Regions from separate parts of the Ovis aries genome. Here region 2 is linked to region 1. Evidence: chromatin contacts called from public Hi-C data. All regions are on one chromosome and are shown on one strand. The core of a region is the stretch at or near the end of the contact, and the rest is flanking DNA. Distances in the headings are between cores, read along the strand shown. Region 1 holds the start of RPL10A (ribosomal protein L10a). Region 2 overlaps TULP1 (TUB like protein 1).

Evidence for each region. Hi-C and Micro-C count contacts between places; a contact is called where the count stands out from the background.
Region 2: a contact with region 1 is called in a Hi-C map of muscle, with 3 times the contacts expected there. The contact joins the enhancer-like site here to the promoter of RPL10A in region 1. A contact is called at or near these places in 2 of 16 Hi-C or Micro-C datasets (muscle and skin fibroblasts).

What each region holds. Positions count from the first base shown.
Region 1 is chr20:9,552,485-9,558,691 of ARS-UI_Ramb_v3.0, forward strand. RPL10A (ribosomal protein L10a) reads left to right here and starts at 3,411. Exons shown (of 6, transcript XM_060403113.1): 1 at 3,411-3,446; 2 at 3,808-3,879; 3 at 3,960-4,040; 4 at 4,397-4,545; 5 at 5,226-5,398; 6 at 5,706-5,908. The coding sequence starts at 3,442. The coding sequence ends at 5,876. FANCE (FA complementation group E) reads left to right here. Exons shown (of 10, transcript XM_027958484.3): 10 at 1,948-2,502. The coding sequence ends at 2,049.
Region 2 is chr20:9,588,578-9,595,035 of ARS-UI_Ramb_v3.0, forward strand. TULP1 (TUB like protein 1) reads right to left here. Exons shown (of 15, transcript XM_042237051.2): 9 at 5,966-5,971; 10 at 5,703-5,873; 11 at 5,428-5,540; 12 at 4,320-4,431; 13 at 4,141-4,239; 14 at 1,654-1,825. It overlaps LOC132658239 (a long non-coding RNA gene), which reads left to right. Exons shown (of 2, transcript XR_009597557.1): 2 at 2,525-2,817. Among named protein-coding and RNA genes, the nearest start is that of TEAD3, 5.8 kb to the left of the region's middle. Within about 2 kb of position 2,979, at least 3 of the 54 cell types and tissues checked have an H3K27ac peak or open chromatin away from gene starts, as enhancers often do. A contact at or near this core is called in muscle, where this site is marked.

The DNA.
Region 1 (6,207 bases), core at 2,161-4,660:
TCACCAACTCCCAGAGTTCACTCAGACTCACGTCCATCGAGTCCATGATGCCATCCAGCCATGTTATCCTCGGTCGTCCCCTTCTCCTCCTGCCCCCAATCCCTCCCAGCATCAGAGTCTTTTCCAATGAGTCAACTCTTAGCATGAGGTGGCCAAAGTACTGGAGTTTCAGCTTTAGCATCATTCCTTCCAAAGAAATCCCAGGGCTGATCTCCTTCAGAATGGACTGGTTGGATCTCCTTGCAGTCCAAGGGACTCTCAAAAGTCTTCTCCAACACCGCAGTTCAAAAGCAGCAATTCTTTGGTGCTCAGCCTTCTTCACAGTCCAACTCTCATATCCGTACATGACCACAGGAAAAACCATAGCCTTGACTAGACGGACCTTTGTTGGCAAAGTAATGTCTCTTGTTTTGAATATGCTATCTAGGTTGGTCATAACTTTTCTTCCAAGGAGTAAGCGTCTTTTAATTTCATGGCTGCAATCACCATCTGCAGTGATTTTGGAGCCCAAAAAAATAAAGTCTGACATTGTTTCCACTGTTTCCCATCTATTTCCCATGAAGTGATAGGACCAGATGCCATCATCTTCGTTTTCTGAATGTTGAGCTTTAAGCCAACTTTTTCACCCTCCTCTTTCACTTTCATCAAGAGGCTTTTTAGCTCCTCTTCACTTTCTGCCATAACGGTGGTGTCATCTGCATATCTGAGGTGATTGATATTTCTCCCGGCAATCTTGATTCCAGCTTGTGTTTCTTCCAGTCCAGCGTTTCTCATGATGTACTCTGCATATAAGTTAAATAAGCAGGCTGACAATATACAGCCTTGACGTACTCCTTTTCCTATTTGGAACCAGTATGTTGTTCCATGTCCAGTTCTAACTGTTGCTTCCTGACCTGCATACAGATTTCTCAAGAGGCAGATTAGGTGGTCTGGTATTCCCATCTCTTTCAGAATTTTCCACAGTTTATTGTGATCCACACAGTCAAAGGCTTTGGCATAGTCAGTAAAGCAGAAATAGATGTTTTTCTGGAACTCTCTTGCTTTTTCCATGATCCAGCAGATGTTGGCAATTTGATCTCTGGTTCCTCTGCCTTTTCTAAAACCAGCTTGAACATCAGGGAGTTCACGGTTCACATATTGCTGAAGCCTGGCTTGGAGAATTTTGACCATTACTTTACTAGCATGTGAGATGAGTGCAATTGTGTGGTAGTTTGAGCATTTTTTGGCATTGCCTTTCTTTGGGATTGGAATGAAAACTGACCTTTTCCAGTCCTATGGCCACTGCTGAGTCTTCCAAATTTGCTGGCATATTGAGTGCAGCACTTTCACAGCATCATCTTTCAGGATTTGAAACAGCTCAACTGGAATTCCATCACCTCCACTAGCTTTGTTCGTAGTGATGCTTTCTAAGGCCCACTTGACTTCACTTTCCAAGATGTCTGGCTCTAGATTAGTGATCACATCATCATGATTATCTGGGTCGTGAAGGTCTTTTTTGTACAGTTCTTCTGTGTATTCTTGCAACCTCTTCTTAATATCTTCTGCTTCTGTTAGGTCCATACCATTTCTGTCCTTTATCAAGCCCATCCATAAGGTTAGAGAGCTAAAATACTAAGCTGATACTTGTCGCCCCTGCTATGCTCCAGGCATCCTTCTAAGCCCTTTATCTATGTTAACTTGGTACTAGTCCTGTGAGAACTAGTCCTATGAGAAGATACTATTATTGGCTCCATTTTATAGATGAGGAAATTGAGACGCAGTAACTTGCCCAAGGTCACATCCCCTGGTCATGGTAGTATCTAATGGAAGTTAGATTTCTCAGGGAGTCATCTCCAATTGTCCTTGGGTCCTGGATTTCTCTCTTCTAACTAACAGAGCCCAGGGGCAGGATAGGGGAGAGGAGGGATCAGCTGCTGAAGTCCTGACATGATTCTTCCTTCTCTCCAGATCACTGAGCCCCAGAGGCTGGGCCTGGCTGCAGCTGTGGAACTCAACACCACTTTCCTGAGGAAGTCCCTGCAGGCTGCCCTGAGACATCTGACTCCCTGACTGTCCACCAAAGGACCACCCTCCCGAAGCTCCCTCACCAACTTCCTGAAGGACACTTCTGCCCTCAGCTCCTCACCCTGCCTCTTGCCTGGGGGTCAGGGCTGAACCTGGCCATCCCAGGGATCAACTTCCTCCCTGCTCCAGGCTGCAGAGGGGCTGGCAGGAAGGGTCTGGGGCTAGATGATCTTTATTACCAAGGGCTCCTGACCCTAGGCTCCCTCCTTGTCACTTCTGGGGGCAGACACCATAAGATAGGCCTCAGCAGGGTCATAGCAGACCCAGAGTGGACAATGATGACACTCCAGGAGCCCCAGGGACATGTGTTCAGAACGGATCTCTTGTGCTCAAGTGTATATGTGATGATCCTCTGTGTTCTTGTTTCTGACTTGAATAATTTATCAATGGTATTTCATTAAAAAAAAAAAAAAGAGGTTCAATAATGTCTTATTAGTAGCAGTGCCTGTCTTCCTACTAACTCCCCACCCCCTGCCCCATTCTGCTCAGTGACAGGTGGCATCTTTCTCCTTGTGGGGCAGGTGGTAGGGTTCTGAGGTTCATTCATGTTCTGTGGGCCAGATCATGTGTGATACCACTCACCCGAGCCCTGTCAGAGCGGTCTGTGGAGTGGGTGAGACTGGGCATGCGACACTGCGGGAGAGGGGCTTGAGGGCGGGAGTGACTCAGCCTGGAGTTGGGGAAGGCTTTGGGGCAGATGATGGCCTTTGAGGAGGGATCTGAAGGGCTCCTGGGGTTACGGTGAGCAGACAAGACGAGGCCTGCTGGACAGAAGAGGCAGAGTGTGCAATATTGTGGGCAGGTCTGTCCTACATCTCTATATTCCCACAGCACTTAGCGAGGCGCCTTGCTCATGTTCCTGAATCAACTGTCAGGTGTAAGTCCATCACAAAACCTTCCTTGAGGCCTCCCCGCCTCAGGCTCTGAGCGGCCAAGAAAGAAACTTTTAGTAAAGCCTGCTTTTGAGACGTGAAACAGGTTCGCAAGGCAGGAGGAAGTGCGCGCCGGAGGTATAAGAGACAAAAACGGTGGGGTCTGTCTGCATCCTCTCAGCGGCTGTCAAGGGTGCGATGCCCAGCAGTGTGACTACTGCAGTTCGAGCCCTGGCCTTAGCCTCTTCCCTAAGGGCGTGGCAGAGGCTGGTGCCACGGGGCGCGCGGCTGGGGTCTTCCCAAGCGAGTCTAGCGGTGCAGGGCACGGCAGCTGCGCCCCTTAGTGGCCGCAGATGGCGGCGCTCCCCGGGATTGAGCCACCAGACTAACTACACTGAGGAGAAAAGCCGCGGGAACAGTCATCTCTCGCGAGAACAAGGATCCTATTTGGGCGCATGCGCGAGCAGCGTTTCTCTCTTTTCCGGTTATCGCGGCGTAGGGAACTATGAGGTTGGTGTCACTTAGTCGTGCTATCCACGTTCATCCGCGCTTCTGGGCGCCCCCGTGGGGAAGGAAACATTGCGGGCAGAAGCCCCGGGAGTTCTTGCCCCTGCTTCGTTGAGGTGCATTTCTTGTCAGGCTTCGGCCTGCGGGCCTGGCGTTCGAGTTGGGGCGCCAAGGCCGGTCTCCAGTAGGGTCGATCCCTCTTCCCCGGGGTTGGTCCTTGGGCCCGAGTCGCCCCACTCTGGTGTCCAGAAGCCCCCGGGGAGTAATCCCTAGGCCCTCCCGCGCCCAAGGCTCCTGACACCGCCGGGGGTTGGTGCCCGGCTACCGGGCTCTGACCGCTCGTCTTGCTTGTTTCTTGCAGCAGCAAAGTCTCCCGCGACACCCTCTACGAGGCGGTGCGGGAAGTCCTGCACGGGAACCAGCGCAAGCGCAGAAAGTAAGCGCCGGCCTCGGGGAGAGCAGCTTTGGGGAAAGCCGCTGGAGGCTTGTTATAACTTTGTTAACATTTTTTTTAAGGTTTTTGGAGACGGTGGAGCTTCAGATCAGCCTGAAGAACTATGACCCTCAAAAGGACAAACGTTTCTCGGGCACCGTCAGGTTGGCACCGTTCCGATCCCACCCAGCCCTCAGTGCCCCCGCGCTGCCCCGTCTCCTCCCTTGTGGCTCCAGTGGAGCTCGAGGCAGCCGGGCACGTGCGGCACTGAAGTGCCCGGGTAGTTCAGACCCCCTGCTCCGCGCAGGCGTGGCTGGACGGACCCCCACCCTGGGTCTTAAAAGAAGAGGGGAGGCGTGGGGAGGCTTTGGCCGAACCCGCCGGCTAGTTTGAGAAGCCAGACTAGCTGTTGGTGAATGTGGACGGCTCTGGGTAAGGCTCAGTAGTCCCAGACCCCTTCACCTTCAGCCTCGGTAGCCTAGGGCTGGACGTGACCTATCCTGTCCCCCCCAAAATGCAGGCTTAAGTCCACTCCCCGCCCCAAGTTCTCCGTGTGTGTTTTGGGGGACCAGCAGCATTGTGATGAGGCCAAGGCTGTGGATATCCCCCACATGGACATCGAGGCACTGAAAAAACTCAACAAGAATAAGAAACTGGTCAAGAAGCTGGGTGAGTGTGCCTGGTGTGGTTTCATAGGTGGGGCAGAGTGATGGCAGATCTCTTGGGAGTGGTAGAATATAGGGGTATTTCTGCTGTTCGGGTTTTAAAATGATGAAGGGGTAGAGTCATGACCAAGTACCTGCTGTGCTTGGCCAACTGGAAATTGAAACTTAGCCATGTAAAAATTCGTGTGTTTTTTGCTTTGAGGGTTATTTTTAAGGGAAGAAGACCAGGTAGTGGTTCTTTGCTAAGCAGGTGAGCTCTTGTCAAATTGACAGGTCAGGTGCTAGTGCCTTCTGGGTTGGAATTTCTATTTAGAGCTCCTGTTGTTTCATTTTAATCTTTATGCTGTATGATTGGAGTGTTTACCCAGATGGACAGGTTCTTCAGTTGGGTGGCTAGAAAGTAGGAAGGTGGGATTTGAAACCGGGCGGTCTTAGAGTGAGCCTTTTTCATTGCAACATGGATTGTGAGTCAGCGTGCACTTTGCAACCTGGTTTCATGTGGATGTTTGGCCAGTAAAAGTCCAGAGGATGGAGCTTGCACTGCCTGGAGGAGGATGCAAAAGACTTGGTAGCTGTGGAAAGGGTAGAATGCTGATGGGAGGCCACTTCTGTGGTTGGGTCACAGAGCTCTGTTTCAGAGTTGTCTTGAGAGGCCAGGTCCTAATGGCTTTTTCTCTCTACCAGCCAAGAAATATGATGCCTTTTTGGCTTCAGAGTCTCTGATCAAGCAGATCCCCCGAATCCTGGGCCCAGGCCTGAACAAGGCTGGCAAGTTCCCTTCCTTGCTGACCCACAATGAGAACATGGTGGCCAAAGTTGATGAAGTGAAGTCCACGATCAAGTTCCAGATGAAGAAGGTGCGGTGGTCTGGCTGGTTGCATAGATTAAACAGTGGTGATGGTGGCAGGGCCCTGCAGTTTACCCACGTTCTCTTGAGTGGAAGCCCTGGTTTGCATTTCTGTGGATTCTTGAGACTTGGAACAGTCACTTTACAGGATTGAAGATTTTCAAATAGCTCTGGTCTTCTAGGTCTGAGGGCAAAGCACTGCTTATTAGGGCACTGGAAGGGGGAGGAATGGGCCATCTGGCTTGTAGATGAACCCACTCTCCACAGTTGGTTTCTTTGAATCAGGCCACCAACCTGATTTGACCTTCTCCCCACAGGTGCTGTGTCTGGCAGTGGCTGTTGGCCACGTGAAGATGACAGATGATGAGCTTGTGTACAACATCCACTTAGCTGTCAACTTCCTGGTATCATTGCTCAAGAAAAATTGGCAGAACGTCAGGGCCTTGTACATTAAGAGCACCATGGGCAAGCCCCAGCGTCTGTACTAAGGCACAGCTTAATAAACCATACTAAACCATCAGCAGTGTCTTCTGCGGCTTTGGGAAGGAAGGGAGGTGCTTTGCTACCCTGCACTGATGAGCCAGTGGTGGGTAGTCATTTACTGCAAATAAGGCAAGGCCTTTCTGCCCTCAAAATCATGGAGCAATGCTGAAACTTCTTAAAACAACCTTTATCTACTTGTGTACAAGGTGTTAAGTGGCTAAGTCGTGTCCAAACCCTTTGAGACCCCAGGGACTGCAGCATGCCAGGCTTCCCTGTCCACCATCTCCTGCAGCTTGCTCAAACTCATGGCCATTGAGTTGGTGATGCCATCCAACC
Region 2 (6,458 bases), core at 1,729-4,228, 36 kb after region 1:
TAAGTGCCTGCAATTGCTGAGAGACTTGGGTAAGGGACTGCCCTCTCTGAGCCTCAGCATCCTCTCTGGCCACTTAGGGGCTGGGCTATAAGTTATGGGGTTTTTTTTTTTCATATTTATTTTTATTGATTTGGCTGTGCTGAGTCTTAGTGGCTGCATGTCGGACTGAGTACCCTGACCAGGGGTTGAACCTGGGCCCCCTGCACTGGGAGCATGGAGTCTTAGCCACAGGACCACCAGGAAAGTGCCCATAAGTTTGTTTTTTTTTTTTTTACTTTTACTTTTGGCAGAGCCTCGTGGCTTTTAGGCTTCACTTTCAGTAACTTATATGCAGAGTACATCATGAGAAACGCTGGGCTGGAAGAACCACAAGCTGGAATCAAGATTGCTGGGAGAAATATAAATAACCTCAGATATGCAGATGACATCACCCTTATGGCAGAAAGTGAAGAGGAACTCAAAAGCCTCTTGATGAAAGTGAAAGAGGAGAGCGAAAAAGTTGGCTTAAAGCTCAACTTTCAGAAAACTAAGATCATGGCATCTAGTCCCATCACTTCATGGGAAATAGAGGGGGGAACGGTGGAAACAGTGTCAGACTTGATTTTTGGGGGCTCCAAAATCACTGCAGATGGTGACTGCAGCCATGAAATTAAAAGACGCTTACTCCTTGGAAGGAAAGTTATGACCAACCTAGACAGCATATTAAAAAGCAGAGATATTACTTTGCCAACAAAGGTCCATTTAGTCAAGGCTATGCTTTTTCCAGTGTTCATGTATGGATGTGAGAGTTGGACTGTGAAGAAAGCTGAATGCCAAAGAATTGATGCTTTTGAACTGTGGTGTTGGAGAAGACTCTTGAGAGTCCCTTGGACTGCAAGGAGATCCAACCAGTCCATCCTAAAGGAGACCAGTCCTGGGTGTTCATTGGAAGGACTGATGCTGAGGCTGAAACTCCAATACTTTGGCCACCTCATGCGAAGAGCTGACTCATTGGAAAAGACCCTGATGCTGGGAGGGATTGGGGGCAAGAGAAGGGGACGACAGAGGATGAGATGGCTGGATGGCATCACCGACTCGATGCACATGAATTTGGGTGAACTCCGGGCATTGGTGATAGACAGGGAGGCCAGGCGTGCTGCGATTCATGGGGTCGCAAAGAGTTGGACACGACTGAGCGACTGAACTGAACTGAACTGAACTGCAGTATCTTATTTCCCTGACAAGGCCATGGCAGTGAAAGTACCAAGTCCTAACCACTGGACCGCCTGGGAACTCCCTTTCAGTGGTATTTAAACTCTAGTAGCGTAACTGTCCCTTCAACACAGTCTTACCCAGAACAGCCCAGCATCTGCCCAGGCTCTGGTCAGTGCTAGAACGAGGGCCTGAAAAAATGCACCCGAAGACAGCTGCTTGGAATATCTGAGGCTCTTTGAGGGGTACAATGTGAGTGCCCCACAGGAGAGAGTGACCTTCCTGAATGTTCTGGCTCCAGGAATAAAGGCCAGCTCCACTCCAGCACGCGCATGTGTGTGTGTGTGAGAGAGAGACAGAGAGAAGGAGATGGCAGGGGGAGAGAGGAGGGAAAGATCTGAGTGAGGGCTGAGGTCTTGGAGGTGGTGGGAAACAGCCTGGCTTGTGTCCTCAGATACTCACGGTCGTCAGCGTGGACAATCTGGAAGTTCTTGACTGAGGCCTGGGTGACTCGGCCTTGGAAGTTGAGGGTGTAGGAGCCACTGTCTTCATTCCAGATGGGGGGCTTATTGTGCAGCTCGATGAGGCTCTCCAGCGTCTTGTTCTGCCAGCGCACCAGCAGCCCGTCGCTGGCCTGGGGTGTGAGGGGTGGGGCAGTATTAGGGGCAGGACAGTGAGAGCTGGCTGAGATATCTTGGGACTGATGGGGTGGGGCGGTGGCTGGGGACCTGGGGTGCCCTTGTATGTGTGTGCAGCCTGGGTGTCAATAGCCATGGTGGCCAGGGTTTCTTTGAGTACGCCCACGGTATCTGCGGCATCCACCTGGCCAGGGTGTACGTCTGGGAGAATGGGCTTGGCTGTGGGTCGCCAAAGTGGAACGTTGGAAAGTGAAAAGCAGTATCTGCCGCACAGGAGGGGCTTTGTACCATTGGTCCCAAGGGGTCTTAGGCCACACGCGGGCATCTATCACAAGGATGAACCAGATATTCTAGGATTTACAAGGAGCTCAGAGTTGAGCTTCGAGAGATGTACAGGTAAAGAGTAGTTAAACTGTCCTGGAAGAGTTTCTGGAAGGAAGGAGCAGGGTCTGCATGAGACATGTATTTCTTTTCTTGGTTTCTTTGTCCCCTGTTCATGTTCATGGCTTAGAATGAGTCCTCTCAAGATTGTGTCCTCCAAGAAGCCTTCCTAACCCCAGGTGTGATTTAAATGTCTTAGCTCTGAATTTCCTTAACACCTCGCTCTTATGATTTCTCCCACTGCACTGTTATGGACGGAATTAGATACCCTAACAGCAGGCACAGTATTTGACTAATGGCTCTGTGCCTTACAGGTGACAGGGGATGAGATGGTGGGATGACGTCACTGACTCAATGGACATGAGTTTGAGCAAGTTCTGGGAGCTGGTGATGGACAGGGAGGCCTGGCGTGCTGCAGTCCATGGGGTCGCAAAGAGTCGGACATGCCTGAGTGACTGAAGTGAACTGAACTGAACTCTGTGCCTTAGTTTCCCTCATAACAGGGTGTTGTGAAGATTAAATGATTAATAGTGCATGAACTGCTGTTTTGAGCAGTTCCTCGCACAGAGTAAATGTTCAATAAATATCAGATATTGTTTTGATGGTACCTCTTGTATTGATTTTACATCCTCAATACCTGGCCTTAATAAATGATTGCAGAATGAATGAACTGATGATGAAGAGAGATTCAGAGCAGCTCTGGGTGTCAGTTCTTACTAAGCCCAAGCACACGTGGGAGGCACCGCCTTTGGAGGATCTGTGTGTCTATTCCAGGATGGGAGGAGCAGGCGTGGAGCCACCCAGGGCTTGTGCCCCATGGGTTGGCCAGGTCTCTGACTATTCCAGTGTGGCTTTCCAGCAAGGAAGGATGTGTGATCAGCTGACGGGAGTATTCTTTTTCATTGTAAATGAGTAAAGTGACATCACTGTGAGTATGAGACAGGCCAGTCAACCGTCTCTGAAATCCCGGGCTCACTCAGCTTGCGGTGCTGAGGGGCAAAGCGTGGGTCTGACACACTGAAGGAGGCCCCCTCTCTCTGGGGGCAAGCCCTCCATCTTGCCCTACACCTCTCTCACACACACACAAAAACAACCTTTGCTTTTAAAACTATGTCAAATCATATCACTCCTTTGCTCAAAGCCCTGCTGTTCCTGTTTCTCTGAGTAAAAACCAGCTACACAGGCTCACCTGCCCCTCACTCTCACCTCTCTGACCTCATCTTCCTGCAGCCACCCTGGCCACCTTGCTGCTCCTCAAACCCAGCAGGCACTCTCCTGCCTCAGGGCCTTTGCACTGGCTCTTCTCCCTGCCTGCATGATCTTTTCCCAGATATCTGCAGGGTTGCTCCTCACCTCCTTCAAATTTCATCTGCTCAGTGAGACCCAGTCTGACCACTGAATTTAAATCAAAACCTAGACACACATCTCATCTCCTTTCCCTGTTCAACTTTTTCTTTTCCCCTCTACAGTAAATACCACTTTCTAACACACTACGCAATTTACTTACTTATCACAGTCTCTGTCTACCGTCTGTCTCCCTCCACTAGAATGCCAGGTTCATGAGAGTAGATATTCGTTTTGGTGACTGATGTCTGCAGTTGCCTAGACTAATACTTGGTACTCAATGTATGTGTGTTGAATGAATATATGAACGATTGATTTTGATGTACACTAAAAAACAAACACACAAACACAGCTAACCAACCCTATTGTGCTCCTTTCAGTGAGTTCAGTGAAAACCCTCCAAACTGAACCTATCAAGTTGCCAGAATGAATCTGTGACAGGGCGATGGGTGTGCTCCGGGTTGGGTATGGGGTAGGCGGGACACCCCCTCCCCACCCCACAGGGGTTCCCGGAAGTGGGTTACAAGCCGGTAACTAGGGAGCAAGACCCACAGGGAAAGGCGTGTCAGGGAGGTGCGGGGCTCACGTTGCGAGGCCGAATGGGCACCCTTTCGCTGTCGGAATTCATGCCAGGAATGATGACTGTCATGCGCCGGGGACCTCGGAAGCCCAGCACATTGGTTTCCTGGGAAGGAGACGCGCATTAGACCACTCGGCGAGGGAAGGGGCCTATCGCAGGGCACAGGGGACAGAGGGCGCTCTCACATAGATCACGGCTGCCAGCTCCTGCCGAAGGCTCCCTACGTCCGTGCCGCCGCCGCGGTGCGGGTTCTGCCCATTGTCAAAGACAGTAAAGCGGTTCCCCAGGAGGTTGGACCTGCGAGCAGGGTGGAGCTGCGGGCGGGGCTGAGGGGGTTCCACACCCCTTCTTCCAGACCCCTCCTCACAGCCAAGCTTAAGAGCTTTCTGCCTTAAGCATGGGTGTGTCTTAGGACCCTGCCCCTGGTTTTCTGCATTGAAGTCTTTTTAAAAACATGGATCTACAGGGAGACTGGGCAGCTTTCAAACCTCAGCTCTTACTAGCTGTATGACCCCAGGCAAGTGACTTAAACTCTTAGCCTCAACTTCCCCATCTGTAAAATGGGCGTGGTAATAGTATTTACTATCAATTTGTTTGATAAGATTATTGAATGGATTAATATTTGCAAGTTACCTAGAAATACCTCTGACACACAGGTAGGCCTTACATATGTGTTTGGTAAAGACATAAAAAAAAGAAATAAAGCCTGACTTGGGGACTCACTTTCTCCTCATCTCTCAGATTTGTGGTGAGGACTGGATGAGCTATATGGGGAGACATAACACAGGGTAGGTGCTGACTATTTCGTTTGATCAGTTAGTAACTGTTTATTGAATAGCTACTATGTGCCAGGTGCTAGGAATTCAACCATGAACAAGACAGACATAATCCCCCTTTCATGGACTTTATGCCCTACTCCAAGTGAGGTCCCTGGACCAGCAGCATGGGCATCACCCCAGTGCGTCTTAGAAATGCAGAAGCTCACTCCCAGCCCAGACCCTCTGAACCCTTTTTTTTTTGCCTCACCCTGGGGCTTGCAAGATCTCAGTTTCCCAGACCAGGGCCTGAATCCCGGCCACCACAGTGAAAGTCCAGAATCTTATCCTCTAGACCACCAGAGAACTCACTGAACCATTTGAAGAAGATCCCCAAGTGATCTACATGCATCAAAGCGGACAAGTGTCCATGTGTATAGAGAAGCCCGGGGCCGGGGGACAATTCCAGAGTGTCTGAGGTGGGGACACTCTGCACAGCGGGGCAGAGGTGACTGGCCCCCGAGCTTCGCAGCCCCACCTCAGCTTCCCAATGAAATTCTCCCCTCCTCGGGACAGATTGGTGGGGTCACTGGAGATGAGGTAGTTGGCGGTCTTGCTGCGTTTCCGCTTCCTGCCGGCCAAGAGAAACACCTGGGGAGAGGGGCAGCGGAGATGCGCTGGAAGACAGAGGCAAGCGGGAGGGGAGTGCGGGGACGAGAAGGCCCGTTTGCCCCCCAGCCCCCACTCCCATTCTGGCTCTCGCCTCGGTCCGGGTCCCTCCCCTCTCCCTTCTCCCTCCCTCCTCCGACCCACCTTCTTCTCCGTGTCCAGGTGCAGGAAGTAGGAGGGATACAGGCCCCGGTCCATGCCCTTCTTGTCCCGGGTCAGCCGGCAGCGGACCGTCCGGCCCTGGGGGGCAGGCCGAAGCACGAACTCCTGGGGTTCATCCACTTCCACGGGTGGGGATGGGGCCCTGTCCTCCTTCTGAGTCGGGGCAGAGGGTGCGTCAGCCCCAGAGCACCATCTCCCCCAGCCCTCAGCAGGTCCGGACCGGGGAGGCAGGCAGGGCAACTCACCGCTTTCTGCTTGGGGGAGAGAACAGAGGCTGCTCCAATGCTCACCCCAGGCCCCTCAGTCTCCCCCGAAGCTTGCCAGGCTGTGGGGAGCTTTGTGCTTTATTAAAATTCTGTTTAGCTTGTGGTTAAGAGCCAAGGCTCTGGAGTCAGACAGCTTGGGTTCAAATCCTGGTTCCACCACTAACTGTCTATGATGTTTGTTAATTTTTAACAACGCTGTGACTCAGTTCGTTTCATCTGAGAAGTATGCAGGATGGGGGTGGATACCTGGGACAGACCTTAGTTTATATATTTAACAGACACTCATAGAAAGTCTACCGATGTGCCAGGAATTATTCTATGCACTTTCCAAGTATTCCTCTTTGGAATATTATCATTCTTCTTATCTATAACTACTGAGGTGGTTGGTCTCTTTATACAGGTGAAGGAGCTGAGGCTCAGAAAGGCTTAATAACTTGCCCAAATTCACATAGTTAGTAAGAGGTGAAGGTGG